Linked DNA regions of Mus musculus: region 1 is linked to region 2. Evidence: chromatin contacts called from public HiChIP or PLAC-seq data. All regions are on one chromosome and are shown on one strand. The core of a region is the stretch at or near the end of the contact, and the rest is flanking DNA. Distances in the headings are between cores, read along the strand shown. Region 1 overlaps Tank (TRAF family member-associated Nf-kappa B activator). Region 2 has its middle 38 kb from the start of Gm33841.

What was found. HiChIP or PLAC-seq counts read pairs in DNA pulled down with a chosen protein or histone mark.
Region 1: an H3K27ac HiChIP or PLAC-seq map of regulatory T cells shows a contact between it and region 2, with 2.8 times the contacts expected there. The contact joins two enhancer-like sites. A contact is called at or near these places in 6 of 39 promoter capture datasets (the 3T3-L1 cell line, embryonic stem cells, hippocampal neurons and 2 more), 2 of 15 datasets of contacts at CTCF or cohesin (the G1E-ER4 cell line and the NIH/3T3 cell line), 2 of 484 Hi-C or Micro-C datasets (CD8 T cells and the G1E-ER4 cell line), 1 of 115 datasets of contacts at active chromatin or transcription factors (regulatory T cells) and 2 of 9 other capture datasets (adipose tissue and liver).

The regions. Positions count from the first base shown.
Region 1 is chr2:61,628,716-61,635,856 of GRCm38.p6, forward strand. All of the region lies in intron 4 of Tank (TRAF family member-associated Nf-kappa B activator), which reads left to right. Among named protein-coding and RNA genes, the nearest start is that of Tank, 39 kb to the left of the region's middle. Within about 2 kb of position 2,341, at least 14 of the 459 cell types and tissues checked have an H3K27ac peak or open chromatin away from gene starts, as enhancers often do. A contact at or near this core is called in regulatory T cells, where this site is marked.
Region 2 is chr2:61,492,104-61,498,467 of GRCm38.p6, forward strand. No RefSeq gene overlaps it. Among named protein-coding and RNA genes, the nearest start is that of Gm33841, 38 kb to the right of the region's middle. Within about 2 kb of position 2,013, at least 44 of the 459 cell types and tissues checked have an H3K27ac peak or open chromatin away from gene starts, as enhancers often do. A contact at or near this core is called in regulatory T cells, where this site is marked.

The sequences.
Region 1 (7,141 bases), core at 1,091-3,590, 140 kb after region 2:
TCATTTGAGGCTTGGTCTTTTCAAAGTTTATTTGTGAGTTTTATGCTTGTGAGTGTTTTGCCTGCATGCCTTCATATGCACCACATGTGTGCCTGCTGCCCATGGAAGTCAGAACTACTGTGTAGGTGCTGGGAATCAAACTTGGGTCCTCTGAAAGAGCAACAAATGAATTTAACTATTGAACCATCCCCCTCCCCCCCAGCCCCAGAAGTGGAGTGTTCGCTGGATCTGGGATGCACATTTTCTGCTAGGTTGAAAGTCAACAAGTCCTAGCCATCCTGTCTCCACCACCCTTAGTGTTGGAGTTATAGATAGATACAGGCACTCTGCTTGCTATTGAGTACTAAGACCAGAACTCCAGTCCTCACAGTGACACATAAGAGCTCTGATGGGCCATCTCTCCAGGCTTCCTACTAGTTTCCCATCCCCCTCGTATCATAAGTACTTAATGAAGTATAGGTTTTAAAAAAGTAAGAAAACTCTAAACTGAGTTAAATAGTACTATAGAAAAATAATCCTAGATTTAAATTGTTTTCTATTTTTTCCTTCAACTTTCTTTGCTTGGCTAGCTTATTTCCAAAGAATTAATAATGCTGCACCAATTGTACTGTATTTGTGGACAGACCATGGAACAAGGTCTAAAGAAATAATCTCTGGGTAAGGAATAATTATAAATTCAGTGACGTATCATCATTATCCTTGTCAGTGACACTAGTGAGATTTATGTGAAAGTCATATTTTAATTCTTTGAATAGCTCATGAATTTCATTTCTTATGTTGTAAGCATTTAATAGAAATAAATTAAACTACGTTTTAAATTTTTCTTTTTCTTTTATGTTATCTTCAATCCACAGGGCTAGCAGAAACTGAATGTTTAGACAAGAAATCTATTCTTTTTACATTCATACTTATTTTTCTTTTTAAAATGTTTTTAATTAAAATGACTTTATCCCTTTCCCTCCTCCTGTTTCTCCCTCCAGCCCTTTCCAACTACCCTCCCCAGAGCCCCTCACAGGCTCCCCTTTCTCAAGTCGATAACCTCTTTTTTCTTGATTATTATTACAGTGTGTGTATGTGTGTGTGTGTGTGTGTGTGTGTGTGTGTGTGTGTGTGTGTGTGTGTGTCTACTTTTTTAGTACATTTTGCTGTTTGTATATATGTGGTTTCAGGGTTGACCATTTGGTTTTGGACAACCAATAAGGGTGCTTATCACTGAGAGAGACTAATGATCCCTCTCTCAATAGTCACTATGTGTTCTTTGTCTAGGGGTGGGACCCCAAGAGATTTCCCTCCCAAGTTAATGTCCATTGATACTGCCATTGTTCTGGCCTTGTTTATGCAGCCATTTCTAGGAGAGATGCTTCACACCTGAATTCTTGGTATTCTGGCTCTTAAAGTTTTCTCACCGACCTCCTGTTATTCTGGTTCTCAAAATTTTCTTCTCTCTTCCATTATGCTTCCTATAGATGAAGGAAGAGTGATGTAGCTGTATCCTTTGGCACTGGGCTCCCCACCATCTGTTAATCTCTGCACTGTGTCCAGTGTGGTTTTCTGTGTTGATTTCCATTTGCTGTAAAGAGAAGCTTCTTGGATTTGGGGTGCTAGCTACACTTGAATATAGATTTAGACTGTAGTAAGGATTTCTCTGGTCTAAGAAGGTAGCAACACTAGATTATTTTCTAAGACCCAAGACCTCACTAGCCCAGAAGCTAGATAGATTTCTAATACCAGGCATGATTTCCCTCCTGTTGTGTGGGCCTTGAGAGTGTTCCATTCACCACAGTAGTTACATATGCTTTACACTGTCATGTAACTAGTTTCTCTAAAGTTACTCAAAAATTAACAGCATAAAAAACAAAAATTATTTTCTCGATTTCTGTGTCAGAAGATTGTTAGACAACTGTTGACTGCCACTGACATGGGGGTGCCACTTATTGCGCCTTTCTGTGTGTCTTGTCAGGATGGTTATTGTCATGGTTCATACGTATTACAGCTGTTTAATTACATCTCTTTTGTAACATCTTTCATAGTGTATTCTGGAACCACAGGAAGGAGACTTTCAGATCTTTACCAGCCTATCAAAAGGAGGGTTTCTTATACCTGGCTCTTGGTTTTTTGTTAGACTGTAGTTCTTGAGCTAATCACAAATGGCTTGGCTTCCTCCAATAAATATGTATATTATGTGCGTGCACATATACTTATGAACCATGTATAACCTTAGGTAAATATAAAATAATACAATTCCTTGATGCTTTCTCAAACAATCTTGGTGTTATGTGTCCTTGTTCCTCCTCCCTCTGTACTAACCACCTCCCTCCCACCCAGTTGGAGGTGTAACCCGCTCCCTGTGCCTCCTCTTCCTGTTTCACATCATCTGTATCCTGCTACCCCTTTACCTCCCCCACACTGTGGTTCCTTGGTTCTTTTGGTTTCTGTAGTTACTCCATGTTTTCTACTCCTTTCTGAGGACTTGATGCTAGGAACCACAGATGAGAGAGAGAGCATGGAGTATTTGTCTTTCTGGGTCTGAGTTGTCTCACTCAGTATAATCTTTTGCTACCCATTTATCTGAAAATCCTGAGTTCCTTTCTTAGAGCTGAAGAGTATGCCATTGTGTATGTGTGCCACTTCTCATTATCCATTGTTTTGTTGAAGGCCATTGAGGTCGTTGCCATTTCCTGGCTATTGTGACTAGGACTGCTCTGAACACTGCTGAGCAAGTGCCTGTGAAGGGGAATGTCAAGTCCTTTTGGCATATGCCAAAGAGTTAGACCAGATCATGTGGAAGATTCATTTTTAGTTCTTTAAGGACTTCCCAAACTGGCTTCCAGAATGACTCTAACAATTTACATCCCTACCGACAGTGAATGAGGGTTCCTCTTCTCTACAGCTTCACCAGAATTTGTTATCAGCTGTTTCGTTAATCTTAGTCATTATAACAGGTAAGATGAAATCTCAAAGTAGTTTTAATTTGCATTTCCCTAATCACCAAGTATGATAAAAAATTTTTGAGGTATGTCTCAGCCAGCTTTATTTTTTCTACTGAGAAATGTTTAGAGCTCTAGCATATTTTTCAGTCGTGTCATTTGTTTGCTTGACTCTTTGTTCTGTTAGTTCTTTGTATACTCTGTATGTTAGTCCTCTGTCAGATGGATACTAGCAGATTCTCTCCTATCTGTGGATGGCTTCTTCCTTGCTTAGTTTTGTGAGGTCTAGTCGTCAATTATTGGTCTTAATTTCTAGGCAAATGGAGTCCCATTCAGAAAGTTCTTTCCTATACCTATGTCCTAGAGGTCTATGTGTGCCCATGCTGTCTTCTAGCAGTTATAGTGTTTTGGGTTTTAAATTTGGAGTCTTTGATCTACTTGTGAATTTGCTATGTATTGATCTGTACTGAATATGTTATAAATAAATTCACTCTTAGCTAATACAGATGAGAAACTGTGACCTAAGAATGGAACTTTGAAATATTTGGTTATATTAGGTGTTTTGATTTTTTCAAAATGAAGAAGTCCACACTTAGTTCCTATTTTGTAAAATCTGCAGGATGAAAGTAGGAAGGCATGGAGGAATGGGTAGGATATAGATAAACTTTAAGGTTTACTTTAATGTGTTGATAATATTTAAAGAAAACAATTAAATAAAACAATTTCTAGAAGTTATATTCCTAATAAGTTGTCTTTGTTTCCCTATGAATTAGTAAGTTAGCAAGAACGCCTTTAACCAGTAAAAGAAGGATTTACTACTACCCACCTACAGTTCTTTTGTCCTTAAGTTTGATGAGTAGCTTGAAGATTAGTTTTCTTTAGACTATTCCTGTTAGAATATGCCAGAGAGGAAAGGCTGTTGGACACTTTGGCAAATTGCACTTGTGTGGCTACCTAGAGAAATGAAACACGAAGCAAAGGAATGAGAGGTAGTTGGGGCAGGGGGACCATTTTAGAAAATTTGACTTTAAGAAACATCAACTTGGGTTGGGGTGTAGCTTTGTGGCTGGGTGCTTGCCTAGTATGTATGCATCCTGGCTTCAGTCTCCAGTACTGTAGTCACTCAACCAATCAATAATATTTAGAGTTCCGCTTGTGTTTGTGCTGTTCTTGTACAGAAAGTATGCAGGACATTCTAAAAAGAAAACATAAAGAGGTCAAGACATCAAGTCTTATCATCAGATGACACTCAGTATTCTTTTTCAGAGTTGAAAGAATGTGCCTATAGTTTAACTCTAATAACTGAGTTTCACATCTTGCTCACCACAGTAGTTACATATGTTTTACACTGTCATATAACTAGTTACTCGAAACTTACTCAGAAACTTAACATCATAGAACAAAAAAATTATTTTCTCAATTTCTATGTGTCAGAAATTCAGGAGTGACTTAGCTGGGTGGTTGTGGCTCACAACCTCTCATGTTGCTGAAATCAAAAGTAGTCAAGGATTATAGACTGAAGGATTATAGACTGAAGGCTTCACTGGTTGGGGGATGCACTTCCAAGATGGCTCACTCACATAGCTTTTGGCAGGAGGCTTTGCCATATGGGTGTCTACTCATAGCCTGGCAGCTAACTCTCCTCAAAGTAAGAGATCCAAGAGTAAAGAGCAAGATGCTTTCTGTGGCCTAGTCATGAGTGTCACGCACCTTTACTTCCACAGTATTCTGGTCTTTAGAAGTATGTTGTCAGTCCTTCCAGGAGCAAGAATCAAAGTCTGGCTTTTAAAGCATCACAAGCATTGTCAATTGGTCTTTTAGGAAAATGCAGGTGGTAGGGGGTAGGGGAGAGGGTTAGTCTCAGCATCAGATGATGACAATTTGTTTCCTGAATCCTGGGATTAAGCTCAGAGGGAGAAATACCGTAAGCTATGATCTTAAGAATTTGAAAAATGATAAAAGAGGATGTTAATGGACAGTGCTTAGAGAACTAAAAAACCGTCACATATTGTTTCTAATTTTTTAAACAACTTTTAAACTTGAAAATATTTATAAATAAACTAATTTATGTGGAAAATGCACCCTCTTCCCTCCCTCCCAGCCCTGGTGTGTGCACATGCATGGAATTTGAGTTCCTTATAAGCTTTGAGCACTCATTTTGCAGCTCAGAGTTCCAAATGCTACCACAGTTCTTCCAAAAACAACATGGTAAAGTTTGTCACAGTTCTGGTACCAACTTCTCTATTACTTTCCTTTCTTTTGCTGTGATAAACACCATGACCAAAAGCAACTTGGAAGAGGAAAGGATTTATTTCATCTTACAGTGCATCCTAAAGGGAAGTCAAGGCAGCAACTCAGGGGAGGAGCCTGGAGGCAGTAACTGAAGCAGAGGCAGTGGAGGAATGCTGCTTATTGGCTTGTTCTCTGTGGCTTGCTCAGGTAGCTTTTTTTTTTTTTTTTTTTTTTTTTTGTGGCATCACCCACAGTGGGTTGGATCCTCCCACATCAGTCACTAAGAAAATGCCCCACAGGCAGGCCAGCGGATGGAGGAAACTCCACACTTGAGAGTCTCTCCTCCCAGATGACTCTAGTACATGCCAAACTGGCAGAAAACAACTAGACATATCCCTTCAGTTTTTGTGTGGGTCGTGCTTGAAAACAATATGAAGCTCACAACCATTAAGCTTCCTGGCCTTTTGTAGTTTATAAAATATTAGGTTAACAGGTCTAGGTCTTGGATGGCATCTTCATGCTTGCCCTGTGTGCATTGACAAACTCTGAGCTTCTGGTTGATTTCCAACTTAGACATATCTAGATAAGTGCTGGGCCCTGGGCCTTCCTTCACTACTTTAGACATTATTTTCTGTTGCTAGTCTCTTAAACTGCACTTTTTTTCTTGTTTAAGTTGCAGTATATTATATATAGTCCAGATTTTGTATCAAGAGAGCATAACATACAGATAGATGACAAACATTTAAACAAATTAACATTTATCATTTAAATAAAACTTAAATTTTAGACTTTTCATCAAGTCATTAATCACAAAGGTATTTCTACAGTAAAGTTATATCTAATATATATCATCTAAACATACTACTATATGTAACTTTGCTAAGAATTTGCAATGGAATTGACTGAAATGTTAAAACCATTGCTCCTGTGTCCTGTTAGTGCTCACTTGCCTTTCCCTCTTCTAATATACAGAAATGGGAGTTGTGCTTAGTAAACAGCAGTACATACCAACTTGGGGCTTATAAAAAACTAAAGGAAAATGTGTTTTATATGTACCATGTTAAAAGAATCCTTGCCTTTTCAGTAGGAGCAAATGCCCCATTCTACCTTCTCCCAACCAGTTTTATTTTCATTCATTAGAATTTTAAATTTTTCCAAGGTTATCAAAATTAGATATCACAAAATCTAAGAAAAAATGTTGATATGGAAAACTTTCTAATAAGTCCCTTAAATTTAAATTAATACATATTAACTTATATTAACATTGAAAGAATTTTAGAAAAATTTTATTTTATATATATGTGTGTGTAATACTTTTTAGAAAAAGAAAGATAGAAATCGCATCTTCCCTAACACTTAAGCAAATTTGAGTATTTTCAGTATAGCTGACTTTTCTCTCCTTTTGTCTCCAAGTTGTCATATTTTCCACATCCTGCCCCTCCCTTTTTTCTAAATTATAAAGACTGCAAAATGGAGTTGGCATATTCTTTCCAGCCTTGGATTCTTTAAAGCATGAAAAGGCTGTTTGTTCCTCACAACCTCAGTAGGTAAGGAACAGACCCCACATATACACACAGCAGCCTCATTTGTCTTACTATTATGTTAAAATCTGTCATCCTAAAAGTTCTCCACATCTATTCGGAAGATACTGATTCTGATTTTTGGTTGATTGGTTTTTGGTTTGGGGGTTTGGGTTTGGTTTGTTTTTTCGTTGGTGGTGTTCCCCCCACCCCCACCCCCGGGACAGGGTTTCTCTGTATAGCCTTGGCTGTCCTGAAACTAGCTCTACAGATTAGACTGGCCTCGAACTCACAGAGATCCACCTGCCTATGCCTCCCAAGTGCTGGGACTAAAGGTGTACAACACCACCACTTAGCAAAGACATTATATTTCAGTGTTGTAGAATGCATCTACATTTAATTTGTTGTATTATTGTTTTGTTTTATATTTTCTTTATTAAATTATATGCCAGGAATCCATCC
Region 2 (6,364 bases), core at 763-3,262:
AAGAAAAAGGAAACACAGCAACCAGATGTCCTCTTCCCCTTTCTGTGGTCAGTGCCCATGGCAGTTCTCCTTAGAGCTTTGGTGATAGAAGGTGAATGACAGTAACAGAAAACACCTGTGGGTCCTGCTGTCCTTCCGCACCTCTGGCCCCAGGGGGCGCTCTCCCACAGAGGCACTGGCTCACTATGCTAACAGAATAGCAACACTGTCAGAATGTGGTCAAAACAATCCAAGACAAGAGTAAATTAAGGTCTATGGGCTGTTCGAAGGTTGTGTCTCTGCCCTTCCACCGTTTCTGTGCCCTAAGATGTCAAGGCACTTCCAACCCTCATCACTTTCCTTTCCCTTGAAGTGAATGGGGGGGCTGGGGAGAGTCTTGGCTTTTAGTTTAAGGACCTAGTACTGGAAAAACAACAGTCTATGGAGAGTGGCTCCTCCCACTTACCTCTTGGCCCCTCCCATCTATCACTCAGCTCCTCCCACCTGCCTCTCGGTACCTGCTCCCTGAGCTTTGTATACATACCTCATGTGCCTCACATATATGTAACTATAATGCTCTAGGAGTCAGCCCCTTTAGTTCATCATTTTTAATAGCACAGTTGTATATAATGCCTGTAATCCCAGCACTGGAGAGTCAAGGCCAGATTGGTTACAAAGTAACACTCTTTCAAAAAAAATAATTAAATGTAATAAAAGAGGGAGGAGCCGCATGAGAAGAGGAGAGAGTTCACAGAACTAGCACTTATATTCTGTTTTTGCAGAGGTATATTTGGCTGTTGTGTGAGACATTCTGAGAAAAAAAAAAGAGAGAGAGAGAAGAGAAAAAAAGAAAAAAAAATCGAGGGAAGAGCAGAGACTAGTTTGTTGAAGTGTCTTCTCCACATGTGGTTTTACAGAATCCACATGACATGCAGCTCACTCTCTGAGTATAACTCAGCCCTATAGTGTAAGGACTCAAAATTGGGCTTGTGAGATGGCTCCGCATGTAAAGGCAACTGCGCCAAACTTGACAGCCCCTTTCTGATTCCCAGGACTCACAAGGTGTTAGGAGAGAATTGGTTAAAAATATGTTTGTTCTCTGACTTCCACAGGCATGCCAGGGCATGCGAGCATGCACAAAATTAGCTAATTAATTAATTAACTAATTTAAAAAAAAACACTCAAAATAGCCCGAAGCATAAATGAGATTCCTGTGTTATCAATCACCTGAAAATGTTCATTATAATAGTGAAATGGGAAAATATAGTTGGCGGTTCCCACGGACGTGAACTGTGTCTCTTACCAAAATTCCACTCAAGTCCCTAAATTTCCTAATTCTGTTCTTTTGATCTGGAGAAGGGTTGGTATTTGTTGTTGTTGTTGTTATTTTCTGGCTATTTTCTTCTTGAAAAAATCATAACATGATGAGACACATGGTCACCGAGGGTGTTCATCTGGCTCAGGCACTGTGTTGTTGACAAATGGCCTCTTTCAGCATGAGACAGGGCAGCTTGCTCTGACGGCCTGGACAAAGCATTCGCGTCGTGCCTATCCACAAGAATAAGCTAGAACCCACTTTCAGCACACACAGAACAATGTGTTTCTGTTTCTCTAATTGAGCAAATATATTTTATTTTATTTTTGAGACAGAGGCTTGCCTAGGCTTCTCTTGAAACTGCTACATAGTTGAATGACCTTGAATTCCTAATCCTTCTGCCTCCTCTTGCAAGCGCTATGACATCGCGTGTGGTTGTTACAGAGCCAATTTCTCTACGAACACTTTGGATTCTCATTCAGCAACTGAGCAGTTGTGGTGTTTCTTTACCATCTGAGAATTATAAAGGCCAGCCTCAGATTCCATTTGTCCTGCATGGATTTTCCAGTACTATCACTCAAGCTAAGGAGCAGTTTGTCCCAACAAAAGACAAGCCTCCTGTTAGCCAACCGCTGCCAGATGTTGAGGTGAAGGCGCTAACAGCTGTGCTGACACCAAAGCAAAGTGGTTGGTTTCCTGCCTAATGTAGGGACTGTGCAAGCCCTTTGCAAAGGGGCACCTTGCCAGCCTGCGTGGTATCTTCAGCGAGGCAGACAGGGTTCAAACAGGAATATGCTATTCGACATGCAAATGAAGCCTCATTCTGACATTTTCAAACATAGAAGAGATGCACCTCTAATCCCCCTCTTAGTCATTTTTGATGTTTTGGTTTTCTCTGGCTACCACATTTGCAATCGAGCCAGCAAAGATGGGCTGAGTGATGCTGTGGTCTCCCTTCATCCTGGCTGGCCTGTTCTCAGCCTGACTGCAAAATGCCAAGCAGCAAAGTGCTGGTTTTTCTCCGAGGTAAACAATGACTGACGCATAATCATTGCCCTCTCTTTACACATACAGTGTTCATTGCTGACCTAGGAGAACACCTCCAAAATGCCGGCAGCCTTAGTCTGAAAACCAGTCGAAATCCTCACATTTCCAGGAGACATGCCCCCTCTTGTGGTGGCTTCTCAGTACTGCAGGTCTAGTTTCCTCTGGAATAGAAGGAAGGTAGCCAACAGCTTCCTGCACTTAGACCAGTAAAAATCTTCTTGGCCTTTGAACGCCAGACAAGAATTGAAATCTTGCATTTCTGAGTGCTTATTCAAAGAAATTCTAAACATAAAAAAATGAATCAACATGTAGATAAACATGTTGAAGTCCTAAGTGGCAAGGTACCTTGCTAGTCTCTGAACATAACCTTCTTCCGGTTCATAATATGAGATATTAAATCGTGTGTGATTAAGTGTAATGAATTATATTAAGCAATAATTTTTCATGAAAGTCAACTTATCCTTCTAGAAGATTAAAAATAAAATTTTATGTTTAAGTTTTCAATTTTAAAATCATTCATATCCATTTAGAATAGACATTGCAACTTCCTATTAGAGATTTCTAGAAATCATGAAGAAAAAGAGGACCAGCTTGGTGTTGCAAAGGATATAATCAGTCAACTCTCGGTTTAAAAAAATAATAAGTAGTGATCGTCTCCCAGACAAACCATCCAAGGAGAAAGAATGGACTGTTGCGTGTATTGTACCATTTTATAGCTACAGTGGTTGAAAGAATAACATGTCTTTATACAAGCTTTTACTATAAAGAAACTTTTTAAAGATACCCCCCCCCCAAAGTTAATACATTTATCAGTGTGATGCACAGAATCCGGCAAGGCAAAAATATTTTTTAAGGTTTATTGATTTTTATTTTATGTGTACAAATGTTTTGCCTACATGATATCTGTGCACCACGATCCTGTCTGCTACTCAAGGGGGCCAGAGAGGGCATCGGATCCCCTGGAACTGAAGTTACAGGTCGTTGTGAGAGGTCATGTGGACGCTGGGAATTGAACCCAGGACCTCTGGAAGTGCAGCCAGGGCTCATGACCAGTAAGCCACCTCTCTAGCTCCATAAAGATTTATTTGTTTATTCATTTATTAATTTTAATTTTATGTTCCTTAGTGTCTTGTCTGCATGTATGTGTGTGCATCACATGCATGCATGCCTGGTGCCCTAAGAGGCCAAAAGAGGGCGTCAGCACCCTGGAACTCAAGCCAAAGATTGGTTTCGTGCCATATGAGTGATAGGAACCAAACTGGATCCTCTACAAGAGAAATGAGAACTCCTGTCTGCTGTGCCTGGCTGTGCCAGGCCCTGGGGAAATATTTCACTGCTTCATGTATAGAAAAATTGAGAGGCTAGCTCTGTGACAGAGTGCATGGCTCCGGGTTCGGTTCCCGAAGCCACACGTACATGCGTCATTTCTGTCAGTCAGTTTTCAAAACATATGTTGAGTGCATGACTTGGCTTCCAGACTCCAGGCCACTTCTAGTATGAGAGGAGATGGCTGAGAGCCGGCAATCAAGTCTGTGTCACATGTCTCCTTGTGAAACCAGGTAAACCAACAGTCAAACCATTTAAAAGATAAACAGTTCTCCTTCCTTCTGAGCCCTCTTCTTTCTGAGGCTGCCAAGATTCACACATAAATCCATAATTGTGAGGGATTAAGACGCCGGTAGGTGCTGTTCCAGAAGATTCTGCCTGGACAGCTCAGGGTGGGGTGGGGGTGGGGTACAGCAGCCTGAAGGATGCGTTCCTGCTCAAAGCTCAATGCCAGCACGACTTCCGGTCTTGTTGCTACTCTCCAAGCCATTTGGATTTGCTTATAGCTGAGGGAGTTAATGCGTGCATAAATAAGCTCACCTATAAAACCAGAGTGCAGTGCAGAGGGAGAAATGGGGGGATTCGACTTAGATCGATGTTTTCCAATCCCATTAATTTTTACCCCTTAAATGGCTTTTTCAACTTTTTCCTCTATTCATCCTTTAAAATAAAATGAATCCCTCAATTACTCTCAAATTAAAAAAAAAAAGTACACACAGATGTATGCAACATATCTATGTATACACTACATGTATGCTTGTATTCAAAACCAAAAACAATGGCTTGGACTTTATTCAGTTTTTGCCCCCTGTGAGAATTATACTTAAAGGTCGGATCCAACAAGATCCTGCTTGGGTTTAGAATCAAAGATGTCGTGCATGCTATGGTAAATGCCACTCTTGGTACTGCATATGTCTGAGCTCAAATTGTTGTGAAGTGGGCAAAGCCCACGGCATCAAGCATGGTGCAGTGTCGAACACCAGCGGCTGGTACTGTCCCATTCGCTCATCTCAAAACAAACGTATGAGCTAAAGAGGTGCCTCAGCATTTAAGAGCACTCGCTGCTCTTGCAGAGACCCAAACTCAGTCCCCAGAGCCCACGAGGTGGCTCACAACCATCTGTAGTCTCAGCTTCAGAAGATGCAATGCTTTCTTCTATTTTTCCCCCTGTTCTATCATCCTTCGTTTATGGTAGTTTTTAAAAATGAGTTCATACATACATGATGCCTCTACATCATTCCTGCCCCTTACTTCCCTTCCCCCAAACCTTCTGTGCTCTCCAAATTCATGATCTCTTCTTTGTCATTGTCTGCATATTCATATATATAGTCTGCTGGGGATGGCCTCAAGAGTCTACTCTTTCTAGACCAAAATTAAATGTCACATGTTTCTGAGAAACTTGGTTCCATTTCCTCAAATGTCATTTGCCCCGTGCTTTCAAGTCCCATGGTATGCTGTGCTCACAATGCTATGAAGTTCTGAAAAATATTCTACTCTGTAATGTGTGCGCATAGTTTTGTTTAGTTAGTTTGGTTTGGGTTTTTTTTTGAGACATCCTCATGAAAATCAGGTTGACCACAAACATGCTATGTAGTTCAGGTCAGCCTTGAACTCCAGATCCTCCAGTCTCTACCTCCTAAATAGTTAAGTAGTGGGGTTATAGGCCCATGATGCTTAGAAACCCTGCTTTATTCTCTATGTCATCCCTCCCCCCACTCTCACTCTCTCTCCCTGCATAATAGATTTCAGTAAATATTTATAGATCAATGAATGTTGTGAAGTTAGGTTATAAGGATTAAATATGACATTAGCATGTAAAAATAGAAGGAGAAGGCATGATGAATGTCATAGATATTTATACCCCTCCCCCAATTCTAAACCTCAATCCCAAATAAAATCCTATTACATGCTGTAGAAATTGAGAGTAAAGTCTTTCTGGCAACGATCAACTTATGAGGCATATAACTGTATAATGACACTATTTTGAAGAGGATTAGCCTGTCTCCTTATACATAACTAGCTTGAGCTAATTCGGAGCTGTATGGTATCTATGTGATCACAAGACATCTTTCCAGATCTCCTTGGTGGTTACTAACAATAGTGATAGTTTTTTGTCACGTTCCTGCCTCAGTGGGGGAAGTTCTCTGACAAAGGAAATACATACATCAAATGTAAGAGCAGAAAGCAAAACGGAGCCAGAAAGAAAGAGAGAGTGACTGTGTGCAGCATTTGTGTTTAGATCCTATGATGTTTTAAGCATCTACCTAATGCTTTTTTACACATACTGAATAACCAGGCTAATTAAAAAGCCCGTACAGCGCTGGTTAAAATCTGTTCGAATTTTTTGGAGCACCTGTTACAACAGAATGCCCACAGACTTGATAGTTTAGAGCCAAGACACCTGCTACCTTATGTCTCACAGTATGCTCGGTTTTATACTGTTAGCAAAAAAAATAAATAAATAAATAAAATAAACACTTTTTTGACATTTAGCAATCCTACACAAGTGATAAGAAATTGCCAGAGAGGAGTGATAGTTTAACCCTTCCCCTCCTGCACTTGCCAGAAGGAGATGTATTTCTCACGTTACAAACATGAAACCTTGTGCAGTTTCTTTAATTATTCCTAACTGTGTAAGGTTTTCTAAATCGTCCGGGTTATCTTCTTAAGTCTGAGGCAGGAATTTTCCAGTTTACA